Linked DNA regions of Mus musculus: region 1 is linked to region 2. A link is a contact called in public HiChIP or PLAC-seq data. All regions are on one chromosome and are shown on one strand. Each heading gives the region's core, a stretch centred on a gene start, on an enhancer-like site or on the middle of the called end of the contact. The rest is flanking DNA. Distances are from core to core; before and after follow the strand shown.

Region 1 (3,764 bases), core at 811-3,310, 200 kb before region 2:
GGGCTGTCCGCTTCTAATTCTCTCAAACCTACCTGAAAACAAAAGAGAATGAATACAGGAACCGCAGTGAGAGCAGGGTAGGAACTTATCTAAAGAAAACACTGGTGACCCTAGAGTCCCACTGCTGCAGGAGTGGGTGCCAAGTTCTGCGTCTCCACTGAAGGATCCCAGCAGCTGCAGTGTGTTACTTGTGGCAACTCTTCTAGGATCGCAAAGGGTTTCAAAGTCATCCTGGCAGCTGCCTCCTGTCGCCCACTCTGTAATGATTGAACCTCTTGTTCCTTTTATAGACTTGTTCTCTCCTAATAAAACACTAAATGCTGCTCTGAGCAACTGTTCCAAGATGGTTAGGTGCAGGCCTCCCCCTCTTCCTCCTCTCCCCCCACACCAGGCATTTGCTCTCACAATGGATCCTGTGTAAATGGTCCTATGGAGTACACACACAGTCACATGAGCACCCACACAGGCATGCAAGTGAGCACACATGCAAGCGCCTGCAAATCCCTTTAACTAAACCTGAACTTTGCATCCATTTCCAGCTATTTTAAGAGCAGCTACTTTAAGACTGGGCAGCCATCCTAGAGCCATGAAAGCTAGTGTGCAGCACAGCCTGCTATGAACGAAGAACCATGTGGATTCACTGTGGCAGGACTCTGCAGAAACAGCATCTCCAGACTGTATCTCAGAAGAAAGCGCTTCAACCTGTGAGTGAGTGGGTGGGAAATGCTGCAAAACAGGCTGGTTTCCCCACTTGGAAATCTGAACCACATTTTAAAGGTGTGAACCCCTTTTACAGTTGAAAATGCAGAAGGGAATCACATCATACCAGAACAACGCAAGAATCGGCTCAAAGAGGTTCATTAGATCTAAACACATTGTATTCATGTATGAAATACCAAATATTAAATAAAATAAAAACTGAAGAATAGAAATTCCCAGCCCCTCTCAAAGCTCACACTTTTTCCTTAGCTCATACTCTGGCAGCTATACAAATAGAGTAAATGTCTTCCTTCAATTGAGTACAACAACATTTGAAACTGACCCTTACTTTTAAAGCTTCACTGTGACTTTACATTTAATCTGCATTCGATTTTTCTCTCCTTTGAAACAGAATCTTCCTATGTAGCTCAGGCTGGTCTTGAACTTGGTCTCCTCTCTCAGCCTCCTGAGCTTACAGGCACCAATCACCACAACCAGACTCATTTATATTTTTACCGGCCTGCTGAAGCTTGCAAGCCCCTCACACAGCGGGAGCTCTGGCTACTAGTTATCTTACCACTGGCGGCCAGCAAAGGCTCTGCTGGCATAGCAGTTGTTAGTCAATCGTTTGTTGAATAAACAAAAGAAACTTTAAAAACAAAATGCTCTTGGCTAAAACAGGCAAGCTAACAAAATCCCTTGAACACTTTTTGTTCCTTAGACTCTGAAGGCTTTTAATGAGGAATCCTGCCCTCTTGAAATAATTCTGCTTAAGTAATTGCCATTTGACTGAAAGAGACAAATACAAGGAACCTTTAGACTCTGACTAGTAGAAAGTTAGAGGCGACCAATTCTCTGTGAGGCTTTGTTCATCCTAAGACCTCTCTGAAAGTATAGATTAAAATGCTGTAATTGGTGATTTAAGATGTTAGCTCACGTCAAGTTTATTTTTGCATTTAGTGCTAAGCATTTTAGTCAAACTGATTTGTTTTTCTGTTATGACATTTTAACAAACCCGTAAGCAGAGAGAATGGCGTAATGAAGGCCATGCACTCAGCATTAGCTTTACAAATTAGCAGCTCTCGCCACTCTGACTTCACCTATAGAAACTGGTTCCGACTTCAGCTCTGTGACAATCAGATTGCTGCCAGTGCTAGCCAATTAGCTTATAATTACTATGGACTTCTAGGTCTCAAGAAACCTCCCACTTGGAAGGTGGAAGTTTTGAGCCAAAATATGACATCTGACATGGTTGCAGCTGCTTGAAATATGTCTTCATTAAAGTCAGATGAAGGAGATAAGCCTAGCCTCAAACCAACACAGTCTGCATTTTTTCTTTTAAGTACAAAAGTAGAACTCTTTCCCTGACTGTACTCCCTCCTGAGCCCCCTCCTCTTCTCCTCTCCTCGCCCTTCCTAATTCTAAAACATTTAGCCACAAAAGTGTATTCCCAGACTTGCTCTTGCTCTCACTAATGTTCACGCCATTTTCCCAGGGCCTCAGCTCAGCCTTTGAAGAAGCTAGAAGGCAAGGACACAGGGTGACATAAACTCTCCAGCAAGTTGGTTCTAAGGAATGGACCTTTATACTTCTCTCTTGCTCTCTCTTTTATGGCTTAAGATGGTGCAAAAATGTTACTTATTCCCTAAACAGTTATTAGTCTCCGTAATGTAACATAACAGATACTTTCTAAATCCTTTTAGCCTTCTCCCCCTTACTGGAAAGATCATCTTTTATATATATATATATATATTTCAAAGTGGATTTAATAAAGAAAGGAGTGCTGTTAAAGTAATACGTGAGGCTTTGACATTAAGCAGTGCAACCCTGCGGAGTCGGCAAGAACAGGGCCTCTAATCTCCAGTGATTTATAGAGGCTCTTCCTTCATCTCTGTACTTGGGGAGGGCCAAAAAATTTAGAGACAGCCTGGCGTCCCTTGTACTCCACACCACTAACTCCTGCTGGCCAGTCTGCCTGCTAAAACTTTTAACCCTGGAGCTGCCGCTGTAGCTGAACACCCATTAAAGCCAGTTTATTTGCTGTCAGAAGACAGAGCGGTTTCGTGTTGCAGCGATGTACAGGGAGGTAAACATCCACGCTGGAGGTTGAGAAGTTACAAATAAAGAGCAGAAGGGAAGCTCAGAATCAAATGGGGGCTGGAGATGACCAGAAATCCTAGCCAGACTGAGAGGGGCTGGCCCGGCATGACCGCCCCACAATCTCAAGGAGCTAGCTGAGGCATGAGACACATCCTCTCCTCCACAGCATTTAGAAATATAACTCAAGGTCGAAGTTAAAGTTCCAAAATGACATTAGAGAGGCAAGAGAACACAGACAGTCAGAAACAACCTGTTCTACCATTGGGACTAAAGGGTGGGAAAATGGCAAGCTTGCCCTGTGTGGTTCATCTAGCAGGAGAGATGCTAGGAAGTGGAGAGGGGTGGCTTTAAATGTTTTGTTGGTTGGTAAATACCATGAGCGTGTTTCTTTCTCAATCTCACCCATATCTTTCAAGATCCTAATGTGGCCCAGGCCCTTTAATACCAAGGCACCACCAAACCTCCAGCAACCACCTGAGCATCACCAGGACCTGGTAGGTCACAGCACAGCACAAGGCCTGCTGTGAGGACTGGTATCCATAGTCCCCTCTACGAGCTCTGCATTAAAACTATCAGAGAAGCATCTTGATGAATGGGTTGATCCTATGTTGTGATTGCTGTCTGTGCACCTCATCTTCCCTCCCTCCTTTCATGGGTCTAACACAGGCTGGCCTTGCAGGTGTGCATGGGGCGCCTCTACAGTTAAATGAACACTCACACCTCCTTCCTAATCCACCAGGAAAGACAAACTTACCTTAGCAAGGTCTTAGCCTGAACAGCATCTCTTAAAAGATGACAGTGCTACTTCTGCCATTACGACCTGGGGTTTGAAGGAGATGCAGGCTGGCTTGAGGCTAGGGCAGTCTGTGGCAGAGATGGCCCTGGATCAAAGCTCTTGAACTTGATAACTTGGGCCTCACTGCTTAGTCTATTTCTGACAAGAAAAGACACTGAGTCCTTTTAAA
Region 2 (3,812 bases), core at 569-3,068:
GATACATGTATTTCTGCTTAAAATTCCCAGTTATTTAAGACATGCTATGCACAAATAGACCTTGGTGATTTAATTATATTCATAAAAAATTTTTCCTATGGCATCTGACAATTGAAAGACACAAGAAATTGAAGAGGAACACATATTCATAAGCCATGGTTATTTCCTTTTCCAAAACTAGAGACTGGAATATTAAGAAGAAACATAATCCTGCTAATTAGCATTAATTTCCAAACAAACAGAATACATTCCAGAACAAATCAAAGGTTGAGCAAAATGTTCTCATAACAGTGAGCATGATTCTGGGATTCAAAATGCAACAGATACAAAGATAGACATAAACGTGGGCAGTTACTGGAGGGAGGGAGAGAGACAGGAGCATGAACCATGACAATAGGAGAAAGGTAGGGGGAGCTGAGGGGAGAGGGAGAGAGAGGGAGGGGTACACTAACCTGCCCACACTCAGGAAGATTTAAAGGGTTAGTTACAGACACCTGACGCCTTTAATCCCAGCACTCAAGAGGCAGAGACAAGGGGAACTCTGTGAGGCCTCATCTACAAAGTTACATAGAAAAACCAAAAACAGAAACAAAAAACAAAAACAAACAGACAAAGGTGTAGTTAACTGTCCACCCAAGCAGGAAGATCAACAGTGTGGCCTTCCATTGATTTCCCCAGTGACCCACAGAACATTATCTTTTAGCTGCATTAAAATATCACTGTAGGCCAGGTGTGGTGCTCACTCCTTTAATCCCAGCACTCGGGAGGCAGAGGCAGGCGGATTTCTGAGTTCGAGGCCAGCCTGGTCTACAAAGTGAGCTCCAGGACAGCCGGGGCTACGCAGAGAAGTCTTGTCTCGGGAAAAAAAAAATCACTGTAAGTATCAAAATACTGCTGATCTAAATACTGACAGGGCACACTGGATACTCTAATATTCACAGATATACTGCAAAGTAAAGAATTTGAAACTTTGTTTTGAAATTATCCACTCATTCCTCTATAACTCAAGACTTCTTCAAGTGTCAAACAAAACAAAAACAAAAACAAACAAAAATGGAACAAAATCTATCTGTTCCTAACATTTAGAGTTTTAAGTTTCCTGATTTATAAAACAGAAACATACTTCATCCCAAAAAGTGATGAGTAAACTTTAAAACAAACAAACGACCGAACGACAGACCGACCGACCCCCTTGATAATTTCCCAGGAAATTACACCATGTTCCTAGTGTCTCCAGTCATATACTCGCCCACCAGGCACAGTGACACCGAGTGAGCAGACCCTTGGTCAGTATCAGCACAGTGTGGCCTGGCTGCTTTAGTTGAAAGATATCCGGGCCAACAGCTACACAGAAAGGATGATGCCGGGCTGGGGACAGGGTGAGGACCTATGCTGGTATGTAGACCTAGCATGCATCTGACTCTCATTTGCCCACTCCTTGCCCAGTCTGGCAAACTGGAGCTCTGCTACACACATGTGAAAGATCTCCCGACTCCACAGGCACAGGGACTCACATCACTGCCGACTGAGGGTAGTGCCAGCTGCACTTTTAAAATGCTGCTGCTTAATCTTTCTTCAAGAGCAAAAGAATGAAAAAATGAAGTCACAAAGTCCGGGTCCATGATGCAGCTGTCTTCACCTGTGATTGTCCTCACACACCCGCCTCTGAAAGCCACAGCTGTGGTTCCCACTGAAGTGCAGGAAGGGAGGAGATCACAGAGTGAACTAGTGGGAGTGTTGGGTGGAATAAAGAAAGTCACAAGTCAGCTCAGAGCAGTAGAGACAGCTCTGAAGAATCTGCAGTCACTATCAGTTTTTCAGCCTTAACAATCTCATCACAGAAAACAGGCTCCATGTCATAACATGTTCCTGTGGGTCTGAATTCCAACCGACAAACCGAAAGGAAAAATAACTATTCAATGAATGAAAAACCCAGCAGTGGTTATTAGAGAAGTATAATCCTTTAGAAACTAATATAAAATTACCTATTAATTCTAACTCAGAGAATCTCACAAACGGTAATGAACAGTACTTTAAAGAGAGGCTGGAGGGGTTGTTCAGTGGTTAGAGAACTACTGTTCTTCCTGGGGACTTGGGTTCAGCACTCACAGCGGCTCGAAGCTGCCTATAACTCCAGTTCCAACAGATCTCATTTGAACATAATCCTCTATAACCTGGTTTCAGTGGTAAAAGGTAACTATTAAGATTTGATCAGTAATCAACGTGGCTTTCTATGTTTCCTAGGCTGGTTTCAAGTTTGTGATCCTTCTGTCTCAGCTTCCTGAGTTCTGAGACTACAGAGTGTACTACCAGCCTACCCAAGCCTGTCTGTCCCACTTCAGAGCTAAAGCAGCAACTGGAATTTACAAGATGAATCTATACACATACCCCATCGTGCTATTCTTTAGCTGATCAAGTTCTGTAATCAACTGAAAAAGCAGGGCTTACAATGATGTAATGATCAGCACACAGAGGTGAAGGGTAAACAGAAGGGAAAGGCTAGAAAACTCTAGCACGACACTTCAGTGACATGGTACTTAAAGCGTCTACTGCCTCTGTGTACCTTCTCTTAAGCAAATGATGTGACCAAATACTTCCTCTCTCAGTCCTGCAAATTAGCCCCAACATTTAATTTGTTCATTAATGGAATTTTAATTTCTCCCTAGCAGACAGGTCTATGGCATTGGTGGTTTTCAATCTGCAGATCTGTAAGACAAACTGAAGCCGAACCAGACAGCTGACTAATTTGAGACATATTTGGCATGCCAATTTAAATTACAAACTCAAGATGTAAAAGATTTTCATTAGAAAAAGATAGATAATGTTGAAGTTCTTCCATATGCAACAGAAGAGAGACTAGCATAGCATAAATAATGTCAAACTTCTGTCGACTGCTATGCCTGCTGACTTTCAATATGGTATATAGTAGACTTCTTTCAAATAAGGAATCCCCAGATTTACAGCAAAATGCAATAAACTATCGTATGGTTTAAGTACTCTACTTATTTGGCGCAAAAACTAGAAACTGAAACTATGGTAAATACATTACACATGTAGACAAAGCACACACACTCAAATGAACACACACTCTATTATTTTATATCGGGAACCAAACACACAGAGTTTAATTAAGCAACTAATGGCTACAGAAGAAAAAGATAGAGGTGGCAAATTTCCATAGCTATGATATCCAGGAGACTTTTGTCAGCTCTTCCATCCTTACTTCTCTGAACTTGGCTTGTAAGGTTCCAGGCTCAGATGCAAAGGTCAAGGTGAACTGAATTGAACTGAATCAAAATAAGGAATGGACTTTTTCATTTATTAGATGAAAATGTCATTTACTGTGAAAAGAAGAATTAATGATAAACCTGCCTTACAAATATCAACTTGAGATGTTCAAATAAATGCTATTAAGTGCTTCAATGTATGTGAGAACCACACACCTGTTTACTAAGCGTGGTTCACCAGTCAGGTTTACACGAGGCAATGAGATCAAGAGCCTACATCCACACACTGGCATTCTCGTCATATGAGAAAACTTGCTTAGGACATGGATAATAAGCCCAAGTGCAACACCAGAAGCCAAAGCTACCCAATACTCACTCTGTTTTACAAGGACAGGGCCCCAGGTTTCCAGACACTCACAGAGCAATGAGTACATGGGGGGTGGGGTTGGGGGGGGAGGCAAAACTGGATCATTAAGAATAAGTCATACTTCTGGTCACTTCCAACAGGGTCGAGCTAACTACAAGTAAGGAATAACTTCACTATCAATCTTTATGCCTTCATCCCTGAAAACTGTTCAACCTCAT

What was found. HiChIP or PLAC-seq counts read pairs in DNA pulled down with a chosen protein or histone mark.
Region 1: a contact with region 2 is called in an H3K27ac HiChIP or PLAC-seq map of T-cell acute lymphoblastic leukemia, with 2.6 times the contacts expected there. The contact joins two enhancer-like sites. A contact is called at or near these places in 3 of 484 Hi-C or Micro-C datasets (the AML12 cell line, adipose-derived mesenchymal stem cells and colorectal tumor organoids) and 1 of 115 datasets of contacts at active chromatin or transcription factors (T-cell acute lymphoblastic leukemia).

Annotation. Positions count from the first base shown.
Region 1 is chr11:85,736,282-85,740,045 of GRCm38.p6, reverse strand. The region is part of intron 22 of Bcas3 (breast carcinoma amplified sequence 3); the gene reads right to left. Among named protein-coding and RNA genes, the nearest start is that of Bcas3os1, 18 kb to the right of the region's middle. Within about 2 kb of position 2,060, at least 16 of the 459 cell types and tissues checked have an H3K27ac peak or open chromatin away from gene starts, as enhancers often do. A contact at or near this core is called in T-cell acute lymphoblastic leukemia, where this site is marked.
Region 2 is chr11:85,539,492-85,543,303 of GRCm38.p6, reverse strand. All of the region lies in intron 16 of Bcas3 (breast carcinoma amplified sequence 3), which reads right to left. Among named protein-coding and RNA genes, the nearest start is that of Bcas3os1, 180 kb to the left of the region's middle. Within about 2 kb of position 1,818, at least 13 of the 459 cell types and tissues checked have an H3K27ac peak or open chromatin away from gene starts, as enhancers often do. A contact at or near this core is called in T-cell acute lymphoblastic leukemia, where this site is marked.